Linked DNA regions of Sus scrofa: all the other regions are linked to region 4. Evidence: chromatin contacts called from public Hi-C and HiChIP or PLAC-seq data. All regions are on one chromosome and are shown on one strand. Each heading gives the region's core, a stretch centred on a gene start, on an enhancer-like site or on the middle of the called end of the contact. The rest is flanking DNA. Distances are from core to core; before and after follow the strand shown.

What was found. A called contact is a pair of places that touch in the nucleus more often than the background predicts. HiChIP or PLAC-seq counts read pairs in DNA pulled down with a chosen protein or histone mark.
Region 1: a contact with region 4 is called in an H3K27ac HiChIP or PLAC-seq map of alveolar macrophages. The contact joins the promoter of ATP5J here to the promoter of APP in region 4. A contact is called at or near these places in 1 of 5 promoter capture datasets (fetal liver), 2 of 47 Hi-C or Micro-C datasets (embryonic fibroblasts and omental adipose tissue) and 1 of 2 datasets of contacts at active chromatin or transcription factors (alveolar macrophages).
Region 2: an H3K27ac HiChIP or PLAC-seq map of skeletal muscle shows a contact between it and region 4, with 4 times the contacts expected there. The contact joins the promoter of CYYR1 here to the promoter of APP in region 4. A contact is called at or near these places in 2 of 47 Hi-C or Micro-C datasets (fetal heart ventricle and heart right ventricle) and 1 of 2 datasets of contacts at active chromatin or transcription factors (skeletal muscle).
Region 3: a Hi-C map of omental adipose tissue shows a contact between it and region 4, with 2.1 times the contacts expected there. The contact joins the enhancer-like site here to the promoter of APP in region 4. A contact is called at or near these places in 2 of 5 promoter capture datasets (fetal liver and liver), 16 of 47 Hi-C or Micro-C datasets (alveolar macrophages, embryonic fibroblasts, epiblast stem cells and 10 more) and 2 of 2 datasets of contacts at active chromatin or transcription factors (alveolar macrophages and skeletal muscle).
Region 5: a contact with region 4 is called in an H3K27ac HiChIP or PLAC-seq map of alveolar macrophages. The contact joins the enhancer-like site here to the promoter of APP in region 4. A contact is called at or near these places in 2 of 5 promoter capture datasets (fetal liver and liver) and 2 of 2 datasets of contacts at active chromatin or transcription factors (alveolar macrophages and skeletal muscle).

The regions. Positions count from the first base shown.
Region 1 is chr13:189,288,896-189,291,595 of Sscrofa11.1, forward strand. ATP5J (ATP synthase-coupling factor 6, mitochondrial) reads right to left here and starts at 1,339. Exons shown (of 6, transcript XM_021071448.1): 1 at 1,165-1,339; 2 at 988-1,068; 3 at 662-703. It overlaps GABPA (GA-binding protein alpha chain), which reads left to right and starts at 618. Exons shown (of 10, transcript XM_021071441.1): 1 at 618-743.
Region 2 is chr13:190,065,294-190,067,993 of Sscrofa11.1, forward strand. CYYR1 (cysteine and tyrosine-rich protein 1) reads right to left here and starts at 1,367. Exons shown (of 5, transcript XM_021071450.1): 1 at 991-1,367; 2 at 851-950. The coding sequence starts at 1,245.
Region 3 is chr13:189,434,977-189,437,676 of Sscrofa11.1, forward strand. It overlaps APP (amyloid beta precursor protein), which reads right to left. Exons shown (of 18, transcript NM_214372.1): 18 at 308-1,085. The coding sequence ends at 984. Among named protein-coding and RNA genes, the nearest start is that of ATP5J, 150 kb to the left of the region's middle. Within about 2 kb of position 1,290, at least 5 of the 83 cell types and tissues checked have an H3K27ac peak or open chromatin away from gene starts, as enhancers often do. A contact at or near this core is called in omental adipose tissue, where this site is marked.
Region 4 is chr13:189,714,651-189,717,350 of Sscrofa11.1, forward strand. APP (amyloid beta precursor protein) reads right to left here and starts at 1,302. Exons shown (of 18, transcript NM_214372.1): 1 at 1,205-1,302. The coding sequence starts at 1,261. LOC110256540 (a long non-coding RNA gene) reads right to left here and starts at 1,198. Exons shown (of 2, transcript XR_002338172.1): 1 at 869-1,198.
Region 5 is chr13:189,458,451-189,461,150 of Sscrofa11.1, forward strand. All of the region lies in intron 14 of APP (amyloid beta precursor protein), which reads right to left. Among named protein-coding and RNA genes, the nearest start is that of ATP5J, 170 kb to the left of the region's middle. Within about 2 kb of position 1,426, at least 12 of the 83 cell types and tissues checked have an H3K27ac peak or open chromatin away from gene starts, as enhancers often do. A contact at or near this core is called in alveolar macrophages, where this site is marked.

The sequences.
Region 1 (2,700 bases), core at 89-2,588, 430 kb before region 4:
TAAGCCAAGTCCCCTCTTCTGCAGCTAGCGTCTGCTTCGTTAGGGTTTTCGAGGGGTAGAACTGTAAAACAAAGCTGCTTAACCAAGTTTTAGCACTACCAATCCTTACAGTTGGGTTGCAAACTTTCAGGATTCCTATTACCCTTTTCCCTCTAACGTTCTACTTTAAATAGTTCAGAACAATCTCTTGCGCGCCCTGGCTGAACAGGCCTGGCTGCAGACCGGCCCGGCAGGCTTGACCTTGAGCTGTCCCAGCCGGGGAGATAGTCCAAAAGCCCCGGACTCCACGCCTCCCATACCATCCCGGTTTGCCCCGAGAGCAGTATTATCAGGGCTATTGAGTCTGCTACAACCTTCAGGCCTAAAAGCGCCGAGCAAAAACCCCGGGCCAGGCCGTGAAGGTATCCGGGATTTAAGGCTGCTCTCTCTTCCTGAAAGGCAGAGGTAATAAGCATCCCTGCCTCTCGTGAAGAAAGCCACAATCTGAGTTCTAGGAAACAAAGTTAGTCCACTACCCTCCCAGTCACCTTGTACTCAGTCCCGAGCTGCCAGAGCCAGCACCGCCGCCACCGTTCTACTTCCGGCCCTGGCTCCGCCCCCCACCCGCCTACCCGCCATTGCAAGGCATTGTGGGTCGCCGTTTCAGTCGGTCGACACTCACCGGACAGGAAGCGTCTCGGAGACAGTCTGCGACCGGACGGCTCTAGGTGAGACAGAAGCCAAACAGAAGGAGGAAGTGGAGGGTAAGTGCTTCCGGGTCCCCTGGACGCCTCCGCCATCTTTCCCTCGCCCAACTTGACCTGCTCTTCCCCCCTCGGAAATCTTTTGTACGCATGCGCACTTGGACTAGCCTTTCTCCTAATTCAGTTTCCCCCACCCCCACCCCGCGCCCCGAGTCAGCGTCCTATTCCTTGGGGGTGGTTGAGGTGTATGATTGCGCAGGCAAAGTGAGGGTGTAAAACAAAGCGGATTGGGGCGTTGCGTTACCTGTGCCTCGCGAGCCCCCGTAGCCTAGAGTGTCCGTTTCGCACAACCTGCTGGGAGTTGTAGTCCCGGACCCGGGGGTGCCTGGGAGGCGGGAGGGGGGTTGGAGTTTCTCAGCGCCGTTTTCGCGGGAAGGGCCCGGGGCCTCCCATTTCGAGTCGCGGGAGCTGCGGGTCTTACCGGGAGAGACGCTGCACGTGGAGCCCGCGCCGCTGCCGTTCTCAGCCGGCTCTGGAGTGCGGGCGGGGGCGACGGGGCTGAATCCGGAGCGGGTGAGTGCGGCCGCGGGGGAGGAGGGGAGCGCGGGCCCGCGCGGGCCGGCTTCGTTCCGGGGCCTTCTCCCCCACAGCGGCCCCCCCGCGGCCGCCTCTGTGTTTTGTTTCCGCTGGTCCCCGGCGCTGTGACTCCCATTTCCGTTCGTGGAGACTTGAGGGAGCCGGGTGGGGAGGGGCGGGGGAGGCTGTGCGGGGAGCGGAGGGGAGGGGCGGGGGGCGCGCGGCGCGGGGCTCTGCGAAGCCGCGCGCCCCCGGGGCTGGGGTCGTTCCTGTCACCTTTCGCCACCCCCTTCCTTTACTGTCCCCTGCTGGACTGTCCGCCGTGGTCTGCATTCGCAGTGGTCGAGATCCGATCCTGACGCCCCCAGGATTTCGGAGGAAGATGCAAAACCAATCTCCTTGCCAACTCAGCGATTCGCTCACTTCAAATTCAGTTGTATTTCTAGAATTGTTTTACAGTTGCATCCAAGCCATCTGTTAATGTATATGGTGTCCATTGGATTTCTTTTAAAAACGAGGAAGTAAGACGAGGAGGAAATGATGGGTTAATGTAGTTCATCAGCTTTTTTAGATTTTCATGTTGTGTTTCAGCTTGATTAGGTTAACGGCAGGGAGGACTACGCCTAATGTTGCGTTGCCAGAGCATGAGTAGTGATTTAGAAATACACGCAGAAAGTCTGACCCATGGGAGGAGCAAAGATTTAGAAGGCTTCACTTGAGCAAAGTGAGGAATTGGGCAGTGATAACATTCTTAGATACTGCGTTGTCTTAAACTTCCAAAGAAACTGGTCCACTCATTCGAAGCTACTTTAAGGGGATAATGACCTCTCTCAGGGTTTGACCCAGACTTTTCAAGTTTATTTATTTTTAAACATAGTCTGACACGAGGTGGACTTAAGTCAGTTTTACCTGGATTGTGTCTACAGGACCGAAAGCCTTGAGGGGTGTATATAGAGTCTGGAAGTAAGGACATAAATAATGAGGGAGATGTTAAATTGAGGCAAGGCATGTGGAGGCTGAATATTAAGTTAAAACTGTTGGTTTTCATTCACCTCCAGCTTTATTCATAAAACTTAAAAAGTCTGCAGGATAATTGAAAAAAAAAATACAATGAAATGATACAACCAACATCTTCACCTTCAGAGGTCACCAAGTGTTAACCTTTCTCCACATTTGCTTTCTCTCTTTCCATGTGTACACACATTCACACACACACAGACTTGTGTGCTTATTTTTAGCTATTGACTTTATTTTAAAAAAAAATATTTTTTAATTTCCTCAGGTATTTAAAAATATTTTTTAACTTGAGAAAATACGCAGTTGATCAGGCAGGTACTCCCCAATTACACTTGTTATTTATTTGTTGTCCTTTTACTGGGGTAAAATTGTCCTAAACACTGTAATTTAGTAATGTGTTCCAATGAAGAAGGATCATGCTGAA
Region 2 (2,700 bases), core at 117-2,616, 350 kb after region 4:
ATGTGTAATTAACTTTATACATGAATAATCAATGAAAGGCCATTTTGGGCTCCACATCCGTCCCCAAACAAGAAAACTGCTTTGTTTCATCAATTGTTAGCAATTCTCACTAAGAATAATCAAAATGAGGGAAATTGCTTATGAATTCAGCAAAAAAGGATTCGATTCAGGGTGAATTTATGCCTCTCAAAAACTTCATATTTCGACTCAAAGCTTCCAATTGCCCTGTCAACCACACTTAAGAATCATCTTCTAAAGGATGAAAACAGAAATCTAAGGTTTTTTATTTTAAAAAGGAAAAGCCGGAATATTCAGAATGTGGTGGTGGAAGGGGCCATGGGTAGACTTTACTGAAATGGAAAAGTCTCCAGATTAGTTTATTGGAAAAACTTTAGCAATACCTCTAAACGTCTTGTCCTTTATAAAACAAACAAACAAACAGACAAAAAAACTGCTTTCCTCCCACTGCTCAGCCTCCTCTTTCACCCCAATTCCTGAATTCTGGATATGACAGGGAAAATTTCGCGCTATCCAGAAAATAAAATCCCCTAAATGAGAAATGTGGGATTGAGATTAGTTACTTTGCCTGGAGAGAGAAAAAGGAAAAGAGAAAGCGTGGGGGAGAAAAAAGAAAAAGAAACGATGAAAGAAAGGGGCAAAACACAAGCGCATAGAGGTCGAGCCCAGGGCTCCAGCGCGGTGGCTTCTCTGCTCCCGCCTCCGGGGACCACACAGTCTCTGACCTCCCACCACGGTCCCCGCGCGTCGCGCCCAAGCCGCCTTGCCCGGAGTGTGACCTCAGCGCAGCCCCGAGCCCCCTTCCCCTCTCTCGTCGCCCTAGGTCACTGACCTGCGTAGACAAAGAGCAGCACCAACTTCGGAAGCAAGACCCCTGGACACCCGGGCAGCCTCCGCGCGTCCATCCAAGCCAGTGGCCGGAGGTTGCGCGCCAGGACAAACCGACAGAGAGACGGACAGACCGGTGTGTAGAAAGGGCTCGAAGTCGAGGGACAGCCCGGAACCGGGAGGGGACGGGGGCGCTGGAGGGCGGTCAGATGGAGAGGGCGACGCTCCGGAGAGCGGGGTGGCGCGGAGACCTGGCCATGGCCCTGGGAGTCTCGGAGGCGAGCCCGACCGCCGCGCGGGACTGCGCTGGGGCCAAGGTCTCTTTGTCTGTCCCCGGGGCTCCTGAGGCGGGCTAAGCGGCGGGTCCGGAGTCCTCGGCCACCGAGGCTCACATTTCATCTCCGCGGGTGGCACCTACTCGAGGCTGGGGGCGGGGGTGACCCCGACTCCTCCCCACCGCTCCAGTTCTTCCTTCTGTTAAGTGACTCTCCCTGCTCGGCCCGCTCCTGAAGGCATCTTTTCTAACTCTTGCTATGGCTACTGCCGAGGAGTTTAGAAAGCTTTGCCGCCCTGATTTATCCTTTTGAAGCAATGGATGAAGAACTTTGTTTTTCAACTTTAGGCAAATGGAGGGAATTTTCAGGGTTTAAGATATAAGACCTAGAAAGCCAATGAAGAAAACCTAGGAGAATTGCAGAATACAGAAAGAGTGCACGATTTCTCTGCTGAAAGCTGGTAAAATGTTTTGTTTGTTAAACCCCTCAAACATTTCCAGTAAAGTCAGGGAAAACAAAACAAAAGAAGAATGCACACAATCACCACTATTATTTGACATTGTTCTGGAGTTACTGGCCTATGCAATTAGATAAGAGCAAGAAAAATGCATAAAAACTGGAAGCAAGACTATAATTTCAAATATACTTTATACATGGAAAATCAAAGAGAATACAAAAGACGTGCATAAGTGAGTAGAGATCTTGCTTGACTAGGAAAATTCACTATCATAAAGAAAATTTCCCTAAATTAATCTACAAATCTTGGAGTTAAACTGAACTTAAAAAAAATACCATCATGATATTTTTTTCAAGCCAATCTTATAATAAAGTTTACTTAGAGAATAACCAAGTAAGAATATCAGTTTTTTAAAAAAGAGTGATGGATGTAATAATCCTCAACATATATAAATATAACATCACAATAATTGAAACTTTTTTGTTGTTGTTTTGGCCTAACACCTAGCATATGGAAGTTCCTGGGCTGGGGATCAAACCTGAACCTCAGCAATGACTGGTGCTCCTGCTGAGACAACCCCAGATACTTAACCCACTGCACCACAATGGGAACTCTGGAAACAGTTCTGATTAACACTAGAATAGATAGGCTCAATGGACCAGAAGGGAGAATCCAAAGAGATGTATGTACAGAAATTTAATTTCCTGGTTTAAAAAAATTATTATTTTAAAGTAAAGGAGAAAATTACAGGTTATTCAGTGAATGAGTTAGGGTCATGAATAGGCATCTATAAAGTCTCATCTTCTTTCATCAAAATCAATTCTATATAAATTAAACATTTAAGCTTAAAGATATAATTATGAAAGTATTAAAAATGAAAGGATCACATTTAAATAATTATGGAATAGAAAAGGCTTTTCTAAGCATTATTTAAAAACTCAGAAACCGTAAAAGAAAAAAATGAGCAATTTGAATTCATAAGAATTAAAATGTTCTATAGATGATAAATCAAGCATTTAACTGACAAAAATATTTGCTATGCTTAGTATATAAAGAGGGCTGATCTCCTTAATAGATAAAAAAGCTTTCAAAGATCATAAGGAAAAGATAACCAAAAAATGT
Region 3 (2,700 bases), core at 40-2,539, 280 kb before region 4:
CAAAAAAAGTGTTTTAGACTGGGTGAAAGAAACCGAATCTGCCTCTTCTTCCCCACCCTGAATCACTCTGAATATTTAACACCCACAGTCATCCTTCAAAGAAAACTCTTGCCCAGTGTCGTTTTATTTAATTTATTTATGTAATACAGTGTAGAAAGCTATCATGGTCATAAGCAATGATTCTGTACAATATCCTGCAGAAAATTTGGGGGGAGAATTCTTGGTATTTTGAGACCAGCAGAGCGCCCCCCCACCCCCCGCCCCATAAAAGTGCTTGCAATGAACAGGGATTTTTTTTTTTTTTATCAAAGATCCGAAGGTACACGGACAAAAGAAGTTTTAATTCTCAATGCCTAATGTGTGCACATAAAACAGGCACAAAGAAATAAACGTGTATCCTCATAATTCCTATATCACAAATATAGCAGAAGCAGCAATCTGTACAGTCAAATGCAATCGTGGAAAAAACTTCTCTAACTCATTTGGAATACATAAAAATGTTTACCTTTAAAATGCATAGTGATCAGGAAAAGAATACTTAGGCAAGAGAAGCAGCTAAACTCCCACGTTCACATGAAGCATCCCCCATCGATTCTTAAAGCATATTTCAAAGTAGGACTTAATTGGATCACAAAACCACAAGAATAATATACAACTGGCTAAGGGGCTACATGATAAATAATCAGGAGGGAATCTATTCATGCACTAGTTTGATACAGCTTCATTCTTTACAGTACACAAAACCCATTAATAATGTAGTGTAGAGACCGGAAATGTAAAGAGAGAGAATACATTACTGATTCGTAATATTAATTCAAGTTCAGGCATCTACTTGTGTTACAGCACAGCTGCTGAAAGGCGATCATGAGTAAATAATAAAACAGAAGGGTTTGTGTCTTTCCCCATTATTCTATAAATGAACACCAATGGGTAGTGAAGCAATGGTTTTGCTGTCCAACTTCAGAGGCTGCTGTGGCGGCGGTCTAGTTCTGCATCTGCTCAAAGAACTTGTAAGTTGGGTTTTCATAGCCATTCTGCTGCATCTTGGAGAGGTGGCGCTCCTCCGGGGTCACAGCTGCGTCAACCTGAAAAGCAAGAACGAGTTTCCTAAGCAATCTTTTAAGAGCGCACAGCGAGGAGCAGTACAAAGATGAGGTACACTGTACTCTTCTTTAGCCCCAAATGCAGAACACCCACAATTTTCCCTTTTCTTCCCACTTTGACACAGAGCAGAACGCCGGTGCCCAGCAGTTACGCAGCTGCTCCGTCTCAGCCACCAGGTGGCGCTGAAAACCTTGCCGTGCCGGCTTGGCTTGCAAAGCGCTCATTGGCTGCGGCCCCACCTTAGTAACTGGATACTTCTAGGGCAAGGAAGACAGTTTGATTCTCTTTTGGCTTAAAAAAGGACAAAAGGCTTCCATGCAAGACTGTTTGTTTAACTTGAAGGTATGACAGTAAGCTAAGAAAAAAAAAAAAAAAAATCCAAGAGTATCACAGAGATGCAGCAAAGTAGAATGGACACCATTCAAATCTGAACTTCTGAGTACCTTCCCATGCCTGTTTCAGTTTGTCCCCGTTTTTTCTCAATTTAATATGTTAAAGAGAAACTCTTTTAATTAAAATAATGATAAAGGTATACCAGAGAGGTATTATTAGAAAATATAGAGGGAGCTGCCTTTGTGGCTCAGTGGAAATGAATCCGGCTAGTATCCATGAGGATGAAGGCTCGATCCCTGGCCTGGCTCAGTGGGTTAAGGATCTGGTGTTGCCCTGAGCTGCAGCGTAGGTTGCAGATGTGGCTGGAATCGGGCATTGCTGTGGCTGTGGTGTAGGGATGCAGCTGCGGTTCTGATCCCAGCCTTAGCCTGAGAACTTCCACATGCCGAGAGTGTGGCCCTAAAAAGCAAAAAAACTAAACAAACAAAAAAGAAGATATAGAAAGAACATGCTGCTCAGATTACAGATTATCTCTTTTAAACTTTAAAAATTTTTAAAACTATGACACTCTGAAAGTATGTCCAGCTGAATGTTTAAACAGATGCTCCCTGGTGATGCAGTGGTCTTCTCTATGAACAAGCCAGCGGTTGTGAATGAGTGTTCTTCCCCTGGTGTCACTGTTAGGATGGGGTTACACTAATTTACTCTCTGCAGGCTGCAAACATGTCAGGTGGGGAGGGGCTGCTCAGGTTTCTAGTGTATTTGCTGCACCTCAAACAGTCCACAGAAGGGAGGAAGAATTTCACTCTTTGCTGAAGACATAAATGTTTAGTTTGGGGATTACTGTTTTAAAACTTTTTGGTACAACTATTGGAATCATACAAATTTAATCAATACAAATTTAATCAGAGTGAAGAGGTGAGTCTTCCGTAGGAAAATTAAGGGGTGCCGTCCAGAAGATGGTTTTTCCTTCAAAGGGATGTTTTCCATTCTGTATGTGAGATTGGGCTCCCCACATCATTTCCAGGAGAAAACCTCAAGTGTACCTCACTGCCAAGTGCTGTATGGGGACATTTCAGCTCCTTAAGCAGTCCCCCCCCCCAAACCCAAGGAGGGAAAAGCAGCAGATAGCAGGCCTATTGGAGTTAAGACCCCAGGTCTAAGGATGGGAGTGATGGGGGTGTGGGGAATGCTATGACTAGACCACACCAGCTAATGAATAATTTAGATGAAAGACTGGTGCAGTCACCATGGAAAACAGTA
Region 4 (2,700 bases), core at 52-2,551:
CCGGGGAGCTAAACCGGACTGCCCAGCACTGCCAGGGAAGAGGCCGCGCCTTAATCAGACAAACGCCTCCTTTGATGCACAGGAAGAGAGCTCGTGGCTCCCCACCACCCGCCACTGCCCCTTCCAGACGCACACTCCACTCTCCGCGTATTTCTCCCCAAGGACTTTACAACCGAGAACAGAATGAGCAAGCCTCGGAGGTGATGGGGTGGGGGGAGGAAGTAGAGGGGCCCAGAGGCTCGGCCAGAGTCGCCCCAGCAGCGCCCCAGCCCCCTCCGGGACGGGCGCGCAGCGCGGAGAAGGGAGTCAGGCGGGAGCCTCGGTGGCGCACAGACTAACTCAGCTCAGCCCACCGCGCCCCGGGCTGGCGAGGGCGGGGTGTCGCGGCTTTTGTTCCCGGGGACCTTCCTTGTCCCTCTCCCGGAGAATGTGAGGGTGCGAGCGAACGCCCGGGATATTTAGGCTTGGGGAAGGTGCGATGTGGCTGTGGATCTCCGACCCCTCCCATCTCTCGCAACTTAGCACAAAAGGGAGACACAGAAATGCACAAAGTTTGCCTGCCGAGGGTGGTGCCTGACCCTGCTTGGGGTCGCACTCAGGAGGCAGCCCCGAGCAACCGAGAAGAGGGAGGAGGAGGAGGTCGGGCAGAAAAGGGGCGGTGGGGATGTGAAGGGAAGGTGAAACCGCGGGGGAAAAGCGAGGGAAAGCGGGGGTGGGGGGGTTGGGGAGAGAGATGACCAGCTTCCCAAGCCGTCCCGACTCCTCCCTAGGGCCCGAGAGAAAGGGAAAGGCAGCGATTAAGAGCTGGGGACAGGATCCAGGGACTGTGGGTTTTCGGCTTTTCCCACGTGCTCCCTCCCCCACCTACCATCTGGACGTCTCTAGCTGCCCCGGGTCCCCGGTTCCGAGGCAGGGACTAAGTCAGGGTCTGAGCTGCAGATAGCCTCCTCCTCTTCTCTCCCCCGACTGAAGCGGACCCGGGCTCCCGACCCCTCACCCGCTCCTTCCCCGCGGGCCGGAGAGCGCGTCCCCGGGGCAGGGCTGGGCCAGAAGCGGGGATGCGCAGGGTGCCCGCAAGCGGGGGCGTAAGGCCTGAGGAGAGTGGGGTGGTCCTCGACTAACCCCAGCTTCTCTGGGTTAAAGACTTGGATTAATCGGGTCTCCACTGTCCCCCTCCGACCCCATTCCGAGGCGCGGCACCCACCTCCAGCGCCCGAGCCGTCCAGGCGGCCAGCAGGACCAGTGCCAAACCGGGCAGCATCGCGACCCTGCGCGGGGCACCGAGTGCGCTGCTGTTCGCGTGGGATCCGCCGCGCCCTTGCTCTGCCGGTGTCGCTGCCGCTGTCTACGGTGGCCCCGCGCTCGCGCTGCCCCGGGTGCTCTCTCCTACCGCTGCCGAGGAAACTGACCGAACAGCAGCGCGGCGGCGGGGCTCGGAGCCCGGGCGAGTCAGCTGATCCGGCCCACCCCGCTCGGCACCCGAGAGAGACCCCTAGCGGAGCCGCCGGGGAGCTGCGCGCGCTCGGCCGGGAGGGGCCCGCGGCCCCCGGCGCCCCCGGCGCCCTCGGCGCCCACAGGTGCGGGGCCCTCGGCTCCCGCCGGGTCCCCCCGGCTCCCCGCCCGCTTCCCTGGCCTGGACCCCTCGAGCAGTAGGAGGGAGACTCTGGGGCCGGGAGAGGGACCGTGCAGGATCAGGGAAAGGTGAGTCGTAGGACGACTGGGCTCCAGAAAAGTCGGGAGCGCTCCCCGCTCGTTCCCGTGAGCTTGACTCATCCGACCCCGCAGGCCTCTCGGGGGTGTCGTATAAATGGGTTGCTGCTGGGGTGCGTTTTTATCCGCATTTAATTTTTTGTCTCGGTTTGGAGAGGTGGGGGAGGCGTTTCTGGAAGAGACTGAGAACAAGACTAGCTTAAAGGAAATAGGATTTCTTTGCTTGCTAGGAGAGCAAAAGCCCTCTTTTTTTTTTTTTTTTTTTTTTTTTTTTTTGTCAAAAGCAGCCACGAGCAACCTGGAATTTCTATCTTTAGACTGAACCGAAGGAGAAAGGCGCCGGACCAGGAGAAGAAGCGGCGACCTATTTACTTCTCCTTGAAAGAAGGGTTTTTAATTTTTTTTTTAAATTTTTTGTTTGTTTTTGTTTTGAGAAGGGGACAGTCATCTGGGATTTTTTTTTTTTTTTTTTTTAAATCAGGCAGGGATGTAGTGTCCATCTGAGACGCGGGTGAAGTGAAAGAAAGGTTGTGGAAAGATGATTTCTCCTCGACCCCCATACCTCAGAACTTCTGACCTCCAACTCCGTCCTTGTTCCTTCTTGTGTCTGCCCGGGATTACAGAAGTGAACCTTCTAGGGAAGCCACTTTCTCCTAGGTTAAACACAATCCACCCATGGTCGGGTTAGTGTCTGGTGAGTCTAGAATGGTCTAGAACTGCCCTGCTCTTGACCTGAAGGACAAGCCACAGTCCACAGGGGCGCTGGTGGGAGGGAAAGAAGCCACAGGCTCAGCCGTGGAATCGTGGCTCAGCCGAGGATGCCGGCTTCCTTCCAGATAAGATAACATTTCTGGGCCAGCTCCCCTGGATATTGTCTTCTCTCTTATTAACCCCGTTAGGCATCCAAGCTGGTCCCTTGAATTACTTTCTCTCCTGAATGACCTTTGAACCTCCTCAACCAATGGTGACAAATATTCGTTAGTTCGAATT
Region 5 (2,700 bases), core at 176-2,675, 260 kb before region 4:
TTAGGATTAATAATGGACAAGGGGCCAGTGAAGCCAGGAGGACGGGATAAAGCCTCTTGGGTAAGAGAAAGTGAGCAGAGGTGTCCACAGTAAGAGAAGGTGTGCCTGATGGGATAACACTTGGCTCAGCAATTTCATTACAGACCATGCAGCTTTCTGGTGCACACAGCCCAGGCATAATGCAAATCCAAAAATGGGATTATAAGCCCAAGTTGATTTTGAATGCCACACGCTGGCAGGAACAGTGAGGGAGAAGAAAGAGGCAGCAAGCCAAGTCTTCAAAATATGCGAGAAAATAATGTTTCTGGGAATACCATGGCCTTTTTTTTTTTTTTTTCTTTTTGTCTTTTTAAGGCTGCACCTATGGCATATGGAGGTACCCAGGCTAGGGGTTGAATCGGAACTGTAGCTGCTGGCCTGTGCCACAGCCACAGCAACAGGGATCTGAGCTGCGTCTGCGACCTACACCACAGCTCATGGCAACACCAGATCCTTAACTGACTGAGCAAGGCCAGGGATCGAGCCTGTGTCCTCGTGGATGCTAGTCAGATTCGTTTCCGCTGAGCCATGATGGGAACTCCTACCAGGGCATTTGGATGCATCAAAAGAGAAAGGTGGTTTGGTCCTTTATCATGAAGAGGAGAAGGTAGGGCAGAGGCATATAAATCCAACATTTATAATTCAAGCGACTTTGGGCCAATGACCGTGTCTAAGGCTGTTTCTTCATAATTAAAGTAGAAATAATATTAGCTATGTTCTAATTGGGGGGAGGGGGCATGCCCACGGCATGCAGAAATTCCCTGGTCAGGGATCGAACCTGCACCACATCAGTGACAGCCATGGCTCCTTAACCACAGGGGACTCTGTTATCTTCTCAGGTTAATGAGGAACAAAAAAATGTTTAAATCCATTTCAAAACTCTCAAAAACTATAAAACTGCACTTATTAAATTGCCTATGCATGAAATATTCTCTAACAACTACTGTGAAGGTGACTAATTTCTGGTACTCTATTCATGTAGCAGATTAAAACGCACTTCTTCTTGCAACCCCCAGATAGATCTGAACAAAAGTGCTTCTCCATATTTCATTTTTTTCCCATCTGCAGCCATGTATAGTGAGGGATTAACCCTTGTAAAATGTGTTAACCGGAGAATTATCGTACTTGGAGAACTTCCTGATGACAAGTGCCTCAAATAGTGCTTCAGCCGAAGGTAAGAATGGACCAAAGCAAATTTACAGAGCAAAAGAAGTAACTTTAAGGGGTCACCTGCATCAGTAATTAAATCATTAGAAACTGTATTCAACCCTGGGGAAAGCAGTTGAGTCTGAGATTTAATTTCAGGCTGAAGCCTCGGTGCTCCATCTCAGGGTCCATTTTAATGCAAACACTTATTTTCTCTGAGCTCTTGGGCAAACCACATTCTTGCTGAACCTCAGTTTTGTCACAAGGAAGCTGGGTTTTTCTTGGGCTCAAATGTTCACACATATGTCTTACAAATAATAAAGCCCTGTTTCGTAATTACTCAAGGAAATATCTAAAAGCATCAAATATGCACAGAAAAAAGTCTGAAAGGGGAATTTCCGTCGTGCCTCAGCAGAAATGAATCTGACTAGCATTTATGAGGACAAAGGTTTGATCCCTGGCCTTGCTCAGTGGGATAAGGATTCGGCATTGCCGTGGGCGGTGGCGTAGGCCAGCAGCTACAGCTCCGATTGGACCCCTATCCTGGGAACCTCCATATGCCATGGGTGTGGCCCTAAAAAGACCAAAAAAAAAAAAAAAAAGGCCTGAAAGACAGGACCACAAAAAGCTATCATTAGTTTATTCCGGGTGAGGAAATCATTTCTATAAATTTCTCTGCCTTCTTGCTTCAAGCTGCATGTATTATTTAAAAACAGTAATCAAGTTTTTCCTATTTTTTAGGATGGTACACAATAATACTTTTAGGGACTTAAAATTTAGTCTCTTAAATTTAGGCTTTAACTGTGTGAGGCTGATTTATGCATGAATTAATCTTCAAAAAATAACTAATTTTGTGTTTAGTGATCAGACATTAATGTTTTTAAAAAAGATAATTAGACAGGACTGCAAAAAAAGAATGTATATTGACAAGACAAAATAATGAATTCTTTCTCAATCCAAAGTAAATACTTTCTAATTTTACTTTTTTTACTCTCTAATTTTTCAAATGAACTGTCACACATCGAAACAGAAAGTACTTCAAAATGCTGCTCAAAACATGCTACATTGACTGCTTAGTAAATTCGATATAGGTAACACCATCTCAAAGAGTTAAAATAAAACAATTCAGCAATGTGTCTTGCACTGCCTTCAGCTGCTATGAATCAAACAGTCCCCAGATAAAAAGAGAGAAACAAAATGATGGAAACTCTAGGACTTCTGAGTTTGTTAGCTCTGGCCTTCTTTGTAATAAACCAGTTCTTAGCTAGCTGGTGCCCAGCACAACCTCCCCTCCTCACCAGGCCTAAGGTGATGGAGGAATCAGCAGGAAACCAGCATTACACGTAGATAAGAGGGGCCCGACAAGGACTGGTTTGCAGCTTTGAACAGCACTTTATCTCAGTTTCTCCATTTGTCCACTGCTGCTCTATGGCCAGGTGAAAATGTGTTAAGAGGGCAGCTTTACAATGCAGTTACACACATATAGTCTTACAAGACCTGTTGTGCCGTGTGAAG